Linked DNA regions of Pan troglodytes: region 2 is linked to region 1. The links are chromatin contacts, called in public Hi-C maps. All regions are on one chromosome and are shown on one strand. Each heading gives the region's core, a stretch centred on a gene start, on an enhancer-like site or on the middle of the called end of the contact. The rest is flanking DNA. Distances are from core to core; before and after follow the strand shown. Region 1 has its middle 150 kb from the start of CXHXorf49B. Region 2 has its middle 74 kb from the start of NHSL2.

Region 1 (7,057 bases), core at 63-2,562:
CTTTTTGCATAAACTATGGAGTGGCGTCCCTCTATCTGAATTAAGTCTATTGTTCCAGAAAATGGGTTTGTTTCTATTCATCCACTCCAATGGCTTTACAATGTCCAGGCACTGTGGGACTCCCTAGAGACATTGTCTTCTTGAACAGTCGAATAAGATATTTGGTTCTTTGGTCCTTATTTCCAAGCTCCTGGGTGCTAGAAGGTTGTATTCACAGCCTAGTCTAGCCCGTGCGTGGCACCGAGTACGTTTGGGAAAGGAAATCTAGATCAATAAAGTCAAACTATTCGGTCGGTCTTCGCTGGTTACCCGCTGGTGTGGGCGCGGGTGTGCTTGAATTTTTTTTTTTTTTTAATTATGAAGAAAAAGTTTAAGTTAAAAAAAAAAGCAAAAAATAACTTTAACCATCAGAACTGGGAGTGGAGCTCCTCAGGAGGACCGGGGCACACATTCTACACCGTACCTTACGTCCACCCTCACGCAGACATTCCTTCTTTCACGCTCCAGCTCGCTCTTTTTACTCCTACTTCCCTTTCTCCCTCTCCCGGATCAAGCGTTAATCTGCGAATCTCTGACCGCAAAAGAAGAAAAAAAAAAAAGGTGGGTGGGGGGATCCCGAAGTAGCAGAGCTAGGAGGAGGAGGAGGAGAAAAGAGAGGAGGAGGAGGGGGGAGGAGGAGGAGGAGCCCGGCGAAGCAGAGTCAGAGGGACTGGTGGCTCCGGCGAGTGTGCAGCCCCGGGGGAGCCGGCGCTCTAGGCGAGGAACCCGTCAGCCCGCCTACCCGCCCGTTGTCTTTGGCGCCCGCACGCTCTCCGGCCCGCGCCCAGGGGCCTGCTACACCCGGAGCTGGGGCCGCCGCTCAGGGGCGCTCGGGCCAGGGGCGCTGCTCGGGGTGAGCCCGCCGCGCCGCCAGGCTGGTCCCCTGCGCCCGCGCCCGCGGCCGGGATGCCGTTCTACAGGCGCACGGTGGTACCCCAGCGCCTGTGCCCGCGCAACCCGCCGCAGCAGCTGGCGGAGCTCCGCGACGTGAGCCACCTGGCAGCGCTCAGCCTGCTCCGGCAGCTCGCCGACCTCTGTGGCCACTCGTTGGCTCTGCTCGAGGACCTCGAGGGGCACCTGCTGGCCCTGGGGCGCCGCACAGACAGCCTGTACCGGCGCACCGTGCGCCTCCGCCGCCGCCTTCCCTGCCGCCTGCTTGGCCCGGAGGAGGACGAGGAAGAGCTAGGTAAAAACGGCGCCCCGGTGGCTCGCGGCCCCGCGTCTACCCCGCCTCTAGGGGCGCCGGTCGGCGCTTAGCGCTGTGCCCACCCTCTCCCCGCCTCTCTCCGCCCCTCCCCTCCCCTCCATTCGGGGAGTGAGGGGATCCCATTTCCCCGACCCCCGCCTCCGCCCCACCGTCGCCCTACCGCTGGAACTTCCTGCTCTTGGACCCGGTCGCGCCGTCCGGAGTGGCCCCGTGCCCTTGGGACTCCCGACCCTGGGGTTGGTGGCCGCCTCCTGGGGTTTTGGCTGGGGACGCGCTGGGTCCAGGACGGCTTGGGCGATACTCCCCCTACCCGCCCACCTAGCCCCAGGCCCTCGGCGCCGTCCTCATCGCCGCGTCGGGAGCTAAATGGCCGAGCCGCTGGCTTCTTTGCTCCTGTCTAGGAGCTCGGCCACTTCAGAAAGCGCGCCGCAGCCGACCGCAACCTACGCGGCGGCAGGAGCCGGCGGTGGTGCCTACAGGCTTTAAACCTGTGCAACTTCCCGCTGGAGCGTGGACGCGGCTCCCACTCACAGGAGTGTCTGAGCGTCCTCCCGCTTGCTTCTCTCCGCACGTTTTGGGCCGCTGTGCTGGGGAGTGGCCGGGAGGGGGGAGGGGAGAATGTCCGGGGCTTTGCTGACCCCCTACCCACTACCGCTAGGGTCTGGCTGTTATTTGCTGGAGAGAATCATTTAAAGAAACTATCATCAGTTTCCTGAAGCGCATTCACTTTAGGAATCAGCCATGCCTGAGAAACACCAGGTTTCAGTGGTGCCCTCACTGAGCACGCGGGACGTGTGAGAGGGTAGGGGGGCTACGCGAGCCCTTGTCCTTTACTGTTTTGGATCCCAGCACTTTACACGGGGAATCCTCTGTCTGTGGAAATGCAGTGCCCCTGAGACTGTGGGACTTCTGCTGAAAGCAAGGGGACTGAGTAGGCTGGAAATGCTGACTACAGCTGGGGCATGCCAGGTACCAGGGCCAATCGGTTCCTCCAGAAAGCTGGGGAGAGAAGGAGCAGTGTGGCCAGAAAGTTTCCGATGGAGGCAGAAGATGACTGCTGGCTGATTTCTGAGTGCAAGCTTCCAGCTAACTTGGGAAAGAATTGCCTGGGCCAGCCCCTCTTCATTGCAGACCCCACCCCATCCCCACCCCTTCCAGAAGGACTGGAGTCAGGCCCTGGCACCTCTCTTCATAAAGGTCTCTGACCTCTGAGGTAGATGGCAGAGGTCTCTGGTGGAGATAAATGAACTGAGTCCTATTGGAAAAGAAAGGTGGAAGCCACAGATGACTGCCAGATGGAATGTAGACGTTGGACCAGGAGCCTCTGCATGGCAGGGGCTCAGTTTTTTGCTGGGGTCCCACTGATTACAGGATTAGTCTAGGAGAAATTTGATAAGTCAGCTTGAGGAGTAGTTTTCAAAATCCCTACACAGTTTGCAGAGAGCCACCTACTGAGTTCAGTAGGGTAAGTTAAGGACAGTTTTTTCAACTCTACCTTCCTGTCCACTGAATTAGCAAGCCCTTTCCGTGGGAGGGAAGGCAGGGCTTCACCAAGTCACCTTTGGGACCTAACCCTCTCCGGTGATCTGCTAGGTTAGAAAGAGATGGCTTTATGCAATGGATAGCTTGCAATGGAGAGGAACAATTGTTAAGTTAAATTACCACTGGTTTGGCTTCTTGGCAGTTTTCAAGAGCAGGAAGAGTGGCCATCTCTCATCCCTGGTGTGGCCTCTTGCTTTTGAGAATGTACATGTCCCATGGCTCAGAGGCACCCAAAGGACTCTTGCATAAATGGAACACAGCTACCTTCTGTAAGTTGGTGAAAAGGTCTGATTTTCCATTTTCTGGTCTAATGCCCTACCCTAGACTCCCCTTGAAGTTCTCAGTGCACACTTTTCTCTTCAGGAGCTGTGATTGGGTAGCACTGAAATTAGGCCTTCTCAGCAATGGTCTGAACATAAGTGCCAAATGCAAAGAGAGTTGGGGAGCATAATCAGTGCACCATCTGGCCACTCCCTTGTCGCTCAGGCATAAGCTTCAACAGGGTGTTTAGCAAGCCGAATATTAGATTTTGACCGTAAATAAGTAAATAAATGAACATTGTCATGTCTTGCCCTTTTTTCTTCCCTATGCGTTTTCCTCCTAGGATTCCCACTCCCTTACTGACCATTTTGCTGGGGGTCAGCATTTTACCCTGCATATCCTCCATCTGTCTGGATTGCCCTCAGATTCTTCCTCTAGCTATTTATTTTGACCATGGGGCAGGAGAAACCTGGGAAGGTGGGAGGAAGTTTGGAAAGCAACATGGCCAGAGTGAATGACAGCTGACAGGCCAGCAGTATATAGCTTCCCTGCAGTGACAACTTGGCTGCCACTGACTGAGTAGTGGCAAGTCAGACTGGCCCATAGCCTGCAGGCTGGGCTGGGGCCCTGAGAAGCAGCAGGGAGAGGACAGAGAGAGGAGGAGCGAGATAGAGGAGGAGAAAGTGGATGCTGAAGAAGTTGAAGGTGCTTCTCTACACAATCACAATCATGGGTCATGCCCCCACCATCTTCAAGGTTACAGGGGTGGACTGGGCTAGGCTAGTTGCCTCGCAACATCCCACCCACTCCACTGAAGGCTGTTCTTTGGTAACTTGAACCCCTTTGAGACTGCCCTAAAAGCTCTTGTAACTGGTATGGTGTGGGAGATGGGGATGGAAGGAGGAGAGGGTAGACCACAGGACTGCCGAAGGCCCCTGTGGTTGTGTATCTGTGGCAGTTGCCACACCCTAGGCATGGCCCTGCCTATAAGTTGAGGTTTTCCCCACATCTGGTTTTGAATGTGTCCTGTTTTATGGCATCTGTGGCCTGTACACTGGGTTCTTCATCTAAAAAATGGTGTAGTCAAAGCCATTGGGAAATAGCTCCATGCCTGCCAGCATATGCTGAGTCAATCTAAGCTTTCCAACTTCTCCCTTGGAGATCTATATAATGTTTGTAGGTGCTTAGATGATAATTACAAAAGCAATCAGGCCATCCGCCTAGGGATATAATATCTCCTTTGCCATCAAGGAAGTCACTGAAGGGCTAGATTATTCTAGGTATGTTTAATAACACTGGAAAACTATCATGTTACACTAGCTCATGAACTTGCTGTGGAAAAGATGTTCTGTTGCTTCTTACAATTATTTTGGCTTGAATACAGCCAGTTGGGTCCATGGTGAAAACTCCCTCTTCATCTTTATGTAAAATTCCTACTTCTTGATTTTCCAACTTTATGGCAACTCTGGCTCCAAATCAGAAAGGACAGCTGGTTTATTTGTGTTTAAATCATAATTCCAGTGTGAGGATAGACTGTTGTAAATCTATACGGAGATGAAAAAATGAAAAAAGCACCTCCAGACTGCGATGAGTTTGCCATTAGATGAGGTGTTGTGGACCCTGAGTCTGACCGTCCTTGCTAATGAAGATGAGTCAGATGGAGTGGGGAGGGTGGCAGGAATTTGGGGACTTGGAACAGGCACTCAGCCAGGGCTTACTTTGTCTCTGTGGTACGTTTCATCCCGAGGCTCTTGGGACAGAGGGTTGACAGAGTATGGAGGGGGAAGCAAACCCATTTTCTTTTCTCTTCCCACCCCACCCTGCTTTCCATTTTCTTTTTAAATACCATGAAATTCCTGGTCTGATTCATGGTATTTCCATGTGTTGAAAACATCTTCCCTGGAAATTTGGATACCAAAATGTCCACTAGAATTTCTTCCACTTTAGAAACAAGACATTTAATCTTCTCTTTTTTAAGACACATGAATAGCTAAAGTGATAAAAGTGTCAGGATGTTGGAATAGTAGAGTAATAGGAGAAGATTCAAGTTATGGCTCTTGGGCTCAACCTTGACCTTGACGACATTGATTAGGTTTTAGGAGGAGAGTGGTATATTTACATCATCTGTTCCTGTACCTCTCTGGTGTGGTACCAACAATTCAGTCATTAACCACCATATGTGTCATAACACTTGACATCCCGGACCCAGAAAGGGGAAGGTACCTGTCCAAAGGCACCCAGCTGGATCAAGACCTTCAGTAGTCATGAGTGCTGAAAAGATTTTAGTGCCTCCCCATATGTAATTCCAAGTGAAAGCAATACTAAACCTTTAAACAAAAATGTTACTCTTTTTAAATGACTCAAAGCTCACATGGATGTTGAAATTAAAATATCTTACTAGATTCTTTCTCCCTTCCTCTCTGTCTTTTGTACCCCTGCTGTTGGTGGCCTAATCATGTATTTAATCTGCTGATTTGGGAATGTGGTACCGGCTGGGTCACACAGCAGGTCAGTGACAGGAGGCCTCCACCTAGAAGCCATGCGTTCTGACAACCAGACTAGTGCTCTGCCCTCTGCAGTGATGCTAAGTTCAAAGTCAGTTGTTCTTCGAGAGTCATTTTCTTGGCATTTTCTCTAGTTGGAACTTGTCCAGGATGAGAAATAACTCCTGTTACCTTTAGTAACTGAGGGCACCCTGTGGTTCTGTAGTTGTGGCCGGGGGTGAGCTGAAGCTGGAGAGGAGAAAGGAAGGTCAAACTTTCTCATATAGAGAATATAGAGAATAGGTGTGAGGCAACAGGCTCTCTTGTTAAAGCAAAACATAGTCTTCTTTGAATGGAAAATTGCTCCAGAAAAAGGATCTTCAGGTGGGAAGGGGTGGCTGGCCAGTGACCCTGACACTGTTGCAATCCCTCCTGATCCCTCTGCCATCTTTATACCTGTTCTTCTCCCTTGTAGCTTTCAATCCAGTTGTAGACACTACTTGCCACACACCTGCATCCTGACTATTTTCTGTTATTCTAGTAGAGGCTAGTTGGCATTTCAGAAGACACCTTTTATTAAAAACCAATGGGAACAAGAAAGTAACATTATTACCAAAAGTGCATTTAGCATACACATTTACAGGGTATGGATTTCTTATCCTTCAGTGCTCAAGTAGCTTAACAGGCTCACTGGCTTTGCTGCTCTATTCCCTTTCTGAAGGCCTCAAATCATCTTTTCCTTAGATCATTATTTTCTAGCCTCGAAAAGTGGGCACAACTGCATCTGGACCCTGTCTGACCTTTCTGCTGGGTGCTAAAGACCCAGAGGTGAATAAGACCCAATGTCTCCATTCGAGGAGCAGCCAAGCTGCAGAGGTAGGTGCCATCTCATTCCTGACCACATCAGCATGTGGTGCCTGGGAATCAGGTCTTATTTAGGTGGAGGAGAGCTGATAACCAGAACCAGGACCCTAGTTCACATACCAGAAGATTCTTCTGCTCAGTCCGGTTTGGCGTCCAAAGATGGAATTTGGACTTTTAGAATTCCCTATGGTAAAAACAAAAATAAAAACCAATCTGTCATTCTGTTAGTGTTATTGTGAATTTAGCAATGCTTTTAAATGAATTTGCAGTTTTAAACACTATAATGTTATCTTCATGCATATGAAGAGTAGTGCTTATTCAGTCCATAGACAATGCTTGGTGGTCTGCAAACTAACAGACTTCTTGTGATAACTCTATGGTCCTCTAGAGTCCTCTACTGTCAGTTGGGAATCGCTGGCCTTCCTGGTTCAAGCTATCAGCTCTCCCCTGCTCTGTGAAACTCCACAATTTCACTCAAATAAGCCCTCATTGAAGTTTTCAAGTTAGAGGGCACAGGATGGCAATCTTAACAGTCAAGACTACTTTAATAATGCCACAAACAGGAGGTATGTTTATTAAGTGTACAGGTAGTTTGCAGTAAAGTGCTTTGTATGAGGTCATGCACAAGACCACTAGGTATCAGTCAGTTAACTTGGGAGGT
Region 2 (6,636 bases), core at 514-3,013, 93 kb after region 1:
AGAGCCTATCCAGTAGGACTGGAGCTGTAGATCTGGTAGTCTCTGTGGTAAGAACCAAAGCCTTTGTTCCATGAGGAAACCTTCCTAAGTATCAATGCTGGAAGCAGAGAGGAGCTTCCCCTGAGGCTCTCTGGTAAAGTTTGTTTACAAACTCACAAACTCTGAGACTTAATTTGGTTTGGATAGAGATTGAGCATTTATTAAATGCTTATTGTGTGCTGGGTATTTACCAAATAACTGCACTTATTTTTGGACTATCAGGAATTCTGAGCATCCTAGGTAGCCCACTGATAAGATGAGGGAAATACACATAAATAGACCCTAATTGCTGATGGGATTTGGAACCCATTTGGTGAGTCACATTCAATTGACAGAGTGCCCACTGGTTCCCTTGTCCATATGCGCACAGAGATTGTGCTATTCCCTCATGCTGTCACTGGTCGTACTGACGTGTGGTGCGGGATGGGAAAACATGGAGAAATTATGCGTGTTTAATTGCACAGCAGCAAGCAGAAAGGAATGTGAGTGCCAAAGACTCCCACTGAAGCAGAAATCTGGTGTCGTGTGTTGCTGAACAGCTGCAGGAAAATTTGTCTGGACCTTTGGAGGCAGAGAGGTGGGTTTGCCATACTTTGGTTCTGAGTAACTTTGAGGGCAATGAGGATTTATAGGCAGCAGATATGTACATCTAGAAGTTTCACTCTGGAGCTTTCACCTGGTTTCTTTGCTACCCTATCCCTTCCAGCCACCACCAGTTCAAGCCATGGCTAGGAGCAGAGGGAGATAGGAAGGCCTCAGCCCCAGGGCCACTAGGTTACTCCAGGTTTCATGTGTCCACAGCCCTGCTTAGGGCCACCAAAATGCTCAGGTTCAGCTGGGTGGGCTAAACCACCTAGAACTGGGTTCAACTCTCTCCTCTATTCCTACAAGTATGGCCTTATGCAAGTCACTTAATCTCTTCAGGCCCAAGTTTACTTCTATGTGTGAGGAGTCAGAAGGTGATGTTGCGTGGGGCCTGGCCCATATCTTAAGAGATGGATCTATGTCCATAACACCCTGAATGCTCCCAATCTCATCAAGAGATGGGATCTGTAAGCTCTATAATGATTCAGTTGAACAATAAACTATCATAGTCGTTACTCTGTATTGCGGGCCTGACAGACCCTATGCTAAGCCATTCATTATCTCTTTAATCCTTAAAGGAAAGATTAAAAAAATCTTGAGTTAGGAGAGGAAGAGTGACTCATGGAAGGTCACCCAGCTAGTAAATAACAGAACCATCATGAGCTCCAAGCAGAGCCACTCTAGAGCCAACGCTTCTAACCACACCACCTGCCTGGCATTAGTTCCACTTCACACATGAGGAAACTGAGGTTTAGGAGGCATTATTATCAGGGGCAGGACTTGGGTTTGCAACTTCTGTCTCTTTTATTTAACTTGCTGTGTCACTTTGGACAAGTTGCTCAACCTCTCTGAGCTTTGGTTTCCTGATTTGGAAAATGTCAGAGTCCAAAGCCTCTGGCAGCAGTGAGAAGCAGTATCCTGTGGGAGATGGTGGAGGGGAGGGGCTAGGAATGTCCCGGAGACAGAGAATGAGAAGACATGGGTGTGACTGTGGCATTATGAAGTGGAGGCAGATCTGGAACGGAGACTTGCCAGAGTGAATGTGCCTGGCTCGCACTGCCTATTTAGCAGCCGTCCTGTGAGAGCCCAGATGGGCCAGGTGGGCAGGAATCTGGCCAGGCTCCACAGGCACACCCACACCGTGAGCTGCTGTTGCCACCTAGGGGACAGGCAGTGACCAGGGGCCCAAGTTTGGCTGTGGCTGTGGCTCAGCGGCTGCACATTCCCAGTCTCCTGCTGGTTTCCGGAGTGGAGAGGGACGGCCACGGCTTGCTCCAGGAGTGGGGAGGGGAGTAAGGAAAAGCAGTGAGGAGTGCTGCCTCTGGTTTGGGAGTTATAAATAAATCCATCTGGAAGTGTTTGGGGCTGTGGGAGCCTGAGGTCAGCCCTGCAATTCAGGCCATGTGGTGCATATTTCCATTCACACCAGAACCCCCCCAGCCCCCTACCGCCCCGCCCCAGTCCCAGGAGACTGTCTGCTAGGACCTGTCTGCTCAGGCCCAGGAGAGCTGGGCGAGAACCTTTCAGGCCCCAGTTTTCAGCCCCCACCCCCACCTTCCTCTCCTGGCAGCCCAACTTCAGCAAGATAATGTCTGAGAAAGTGCTTCAAAAAGTTTTATGTGCTATCCAAGTGTTGGTTGAATGAATGAATGAATTTTCAATTCAGCATTTAGCTTGTAAGTTCCCCTTGCTGGGAAGGGGCCCCTTGGTAGTTATGGAAGGCGAGGCATTCTGGACTTTTAGCCTCCATCTCAGGATCACGTTTCCCACCCACCGAGCTAAGGCAGGCTGAGATACAAATGCATATTGCCCAAGTTTTGTTCATCTTTCTATCCTCAGCACCAAGGGTAGCGCTCAGTAGGCATTGGTTATATGAATGAATGAGTATCTATATTAATTTTTTTAAACAACTTTTGTAGAGACAGAGGTCTCTCTTTGTTGCCCAGGCTGGTCTTCAACTCCTGGCCTCAAGGGGTCCTCCCGCCTTGGTTTCCCAAAGTGCAGAGATTACAGGCATGAGCCACTGCACCTAGTCCAATTTGTTAATTTAACCAACACTTATTGCACATCCTCATGTGCAGTGCACTCTGCTGCATGCTGAGATCACAGTGGAGAGCAACATAGAGTCCCTGCCTCATTGAGCTAGTGGTCACTGTGTTTCTTGGTGAAAGTACTATTGTTGCTTGGGGTGAGACAATTCTTTGCAGGGTGGGATTCTGTGCATTGCAGGATGTTTAACCTCATGATTCCCTGACTCTAAAGACCAGTAGTTCCCCGGAGTCATTTTGAACAACCAGAGATGCCTCTAGACATTTCCAAATACTTCCAGGGGACAGGAGAGTGCAGCCCTGGTTGAGGGCCACTGTGGAGGAACTTGACAATGGGGCGTGAAGCAAGGCGACCTCCAAGGTGTGAATGTGTTGAGTCCTCTGAGTTCACTTATAAATTGGTGGTTTAGAACTGGGGAATCACGTTTGCTTTATAGAGATGTAAGATGATTCATCAGTGGCTGGATTAGGCCCAGAAGCCCATAATGTAGCTGAGTTACATGGTTCTACCAGACTGGGTTAGTGCTGAGGGGCAGGCATCAAGATGGCAATTTCGGACATGCTGATGAGATGATTACTTGAAAATGTCCAGAAAGTAACTAGAATCTGATCCCAGGGGCAAGTGAGAGGTCAGCTCTCAAGATATAAATTTGGGATAAGCCCACGTTGAGGTAGGAGTTAGACCTGAGGCCCAGGTTCCATTAAGGTTATCCAGGGAGAAGGTGTTGGAAAAGTTGCAGAATGACTCCAGGATAAGTCCAGAGGTAGACAAAGTAGGCCCCAGTGGTATCTCTTCTCTGCCTCCTCATTTCTGTTCCCATGGTTAGCACCCTGTTTCAGGACTTCAATTTGTGACAGGACCACTGCAGCAATCTCCTTACTGGCCTCCTTTCTGCTTTTGGTCTCTCTGCCTGTCCGAATTTTCTTTTTAAAACATGGCTTTCATCATGTCCCTTCCCAACATTCAACAAGTCCAAACTGCTTAGCCTTGCATTCTCACCCACTGCGATCCAGCTTCCCACCAACCTGACACATCTTTGGTGAGTTGGCTCCGCGTTCCCCTTTCCAGGTTCATGGTTTATCCGTCTCTCAGACCTTACTGTGTGGCTACACAGAACCCCAAACACACACTGCCTTCCTCTCCTCCATGCTATCTCCACCCCTGGGATGCTCTTTGACCCTCTTTCCATTTGGAAAAATCTCACTCAGGCATCAAGGCCCAGTGCAAGTCTCCTGCATTTCCCCAACCCCTCAGAGGCAGGCAGATGCCTTCCCACCTCTGTGCACCCTCCTCTCCAGCTCTCGCTCTGTTGCCCAGGCTGGAGTGCAGTGGTGCCATCACGGCTTACTGCAGCCTTAACCTGCTGGGCTCAAATGAGCCTCCTGCCTCAGCCTCCCGAGGAGCTGGGACCACAGATGTGCCACCATGCCTGGCTAATTAATTTTGTAGAGAAAGGTTCTTACTCTGTTGCCCAGGCTGGTCTTGAACTCCTGACCTCAAGAGATCTTCTCACCTTGGCCTCTCAAAGTGCTGGGATTACAGGTATGAGCCACTGCTCCTAGCCATCCAGTTTTTCATATACACCATGGGACTGCAAGTCTCTCCCACAAGACTCTGAGGGCAGTGACCATGACTCGTTTTGCTCTGCAATTCCATTGCCCAGCCCAGTGTGAATGGACAAGAAAGTGGGGCTGAGGATGGGCTGGTATGGCAGGGCAAAGAGGAAGTGGAATGGTCTCTTTCAAACCTCACCATGGATCTACTTGAGCCACTTTTACCTGCTCTCTCCCTACAAGTACTGTCTTTGGATGAGGGTTTGTGGAAGAGCTAGGAAAGAGAAGGAGCCAAGGCAAGGGACAGGCAGAGGGAGCAGCGTGGAGAAGGGAGGAGATGCTGAGAGGATGAAAGAGAAAGAAAGTGGGGGAGAGCAAATGTCTGCATTGGTGGTTCACATACATAAAGGATTCAGGTATGGTAGAGTGGAATAAGAAAACATTTGGGATTCTGAAAATAAAATCAGCTGCTTTGGCAGGTCAGCTGAATGTACAGTTAATTAATAGGCATTAGTGCCCTTTGGTGCTAAGCTGTGCATGGAACCATGTCCTGCTGGGATCAAATGGCAGCTACCCGGGGATGCCCTTTTAATAAAGAGCAGAAAGCAGCACTGGCATGTAAGAGCTGGAGAATCCCTCAGAGAGTTCTTCTTAAGGGCACCAGGGACCACTGGAACCCCAGAGTTGCCCCACATCACTGGCCTGGCTCTTGCCAACGAAAGGTGGGCATGAGAAGAGAACTAACACATACTGAGCAGCTAGTATCCCAGGGGCTATGCCAGACACACAAAAGCTCATTTGATCTTTACTGCAACTCTGTGAGGTAGCAATTAGCCCTGTTTTACAGATTAGAAAATCAAGGTCCTAAGGAGGGTTAAGAATCTTGCCCAAGGGCACACCCCTTGAAAGTCTTGGATCCCAGATTCCAATGAAGGTCATCCTCTCCCCTTGATGAGTGGGCCAGGACCCACAGGTTGGCAGCAGTTTGCTCTCCATTCTTGCTGACTTTGGCTGTGGGGCTGATCTCTTTGGATTGATTTCTTTGAACATAAACAAAATACCATCAGTTTTTCCTGGCTTTGGAATGAGCCCTCAGAATCATGTGCTTTTCTCCAGTTTCCAGCTGGGTGCCTTTGCTGGGGGAGTTCGTGAATATGAAGCAACAGGTCTCATTCTGAGAATCAACACTGTGCACCAAAAAATACCAGGGTACTTTTGCTCCCAGGAGGTATTTCAAGCTGGAGGCTTTCAGCCTATGGGGCCAAGTTTTCCATTTTTTCTTCCCTTTCAATGACCTGCATATGATTGACAGTTGCCTGTTTTCCCAGGAAAATTATAAAATCTTTATCAAAATACTGGCACCTTTGAGTTGTTGCCCACACTCTGTTCTGACTGACTGTGTGACCCACGTCCCTATCTGCTCAGTGGTTGGACGTGTTCTGTCTGCTGTCAACCTGTGAGTCGGTGAGTAGAGGACAGGAGGTATGGACAGGACAGGCTGCGGACAGTGTTTTCCAAAATTCTGATGTGACATGTTTAAGCCAATTCGTGGAGGAGCCCATGGAGGTAGAGTGGCTGGAGCCAATAAGGGGTTTAGAGCAGGGGACAAAATGGCACCCAGCACCACCCCATGGAGATGCGGCTTTGGGGTGGGGTAAGTTGGCTAGAAAACCCATGATGATCGTTTTCTGGAGTTGTTCTGGAGTCAGGAACAGTCTAGAAACCCTTTGAATTGAACCTTGGCACAGAGTTGTATGTCCCACACATGTGATAGGGTATTAGGATTATCATGCTGCATGCAAGACCTTCTGAAATCTTGCTGCATAACAGAACTTTCAGTCATACATAATGACATGCTGAGGAATAAGTTGCTCATCTTGAGTTTGGCCTTTTGCCCTGGTCATTGTAGTGGAACAGGATTTTTCTTCACCACCTTCAAAATCGATTCAGAATCTGGCTACTTCCTACCACCTCCACTGCTATCACCCTAGTCCATGCCACCATCGTCTCTGGCCTGGATTATTTTAGTATCCCTGTCACCAGTCTCCCAAAGTGATGCTGTGAAAACATAGTGTGAGCATGTCAGTATCTGCTCAACATCCTCCACTTGCTCCCCATCTCACTCAGATTCAAAGCCAAAATCTTTATAGTAGTCCACAAGGTCCTGCATAATCTGGTCCCCCTTACCTCCTTGACATGATCTCCTACAAATCCCATCGTCTGCCTCTCCATTCCAGCCACACTAGCCTCCTGATCATTCTTTAAGTTTTCCAGGTACATTGTATTTGCTTTTCCTTCTGCCTGGAATGCTTTTCCCCAGTATGTCAGGAAGGATCCCTGGAGGGAGTGCTCATAGGAACTGGGAAACGGTTGCTGTGTGGAGAGAACCACCTGACGGGAGCTATGGCCT

Evidence for each region. Hi-C and Micro-C count contacts between places; a contact is called where the count stands out from the background.
Region 2: a Hi-C map of induced pluripotent stem cells shows a contact between it and region 1, with 2.4 times the contacts expected there. The contact joins two enhancer-like sites. A contact is called at or near these places in 3 of 7 Hi-C or Micro-C datasets (induced pluripotent stem cells and stem cell-derived neural progenitor cells) and 1 of 1 datasets of contacts at active chromatin or transcription factors (stem cell-derived excitatory neurons).

What each region holds. Positions count from the first base shown.
Region 1 is chrX:69,711,254-69,718,310 of NHGRI_mPanTro3-v2.0_pri, forward strand. No RefSeq gene overlaps it. Among named protein-coding and RNA genes, the nearest start is that of CXHXorf49B, 150 kb to the left of the region's middle. Within about 2 kb of position 1,313, at least 6 of the 24 cell types and tissues checked have an H3K27ac peak or open chromatin away from gene starts, as enhancers often do. A contact at or near this core is called in induced pluripotent stem cells, where this site is marked.
Region 2 is chrX:69,803,653-69,810,288 of NHGRI_mPanTro3-v2.0_pri, forward strand. No RefSeq gene overlaps it. Among named protein-coding and RNA genes, the nearest start is that of NHSL2, 74 kb to the right of the region's middle. Within about 2 kb of position 1,764, at least 2 of the 24 cell types and tissues checked have an H3K27ac peak or open chromatin away from gene starts, as enhancers often do. A contact at or near this core is called in induced pluripotent stem cells, where this site is marked.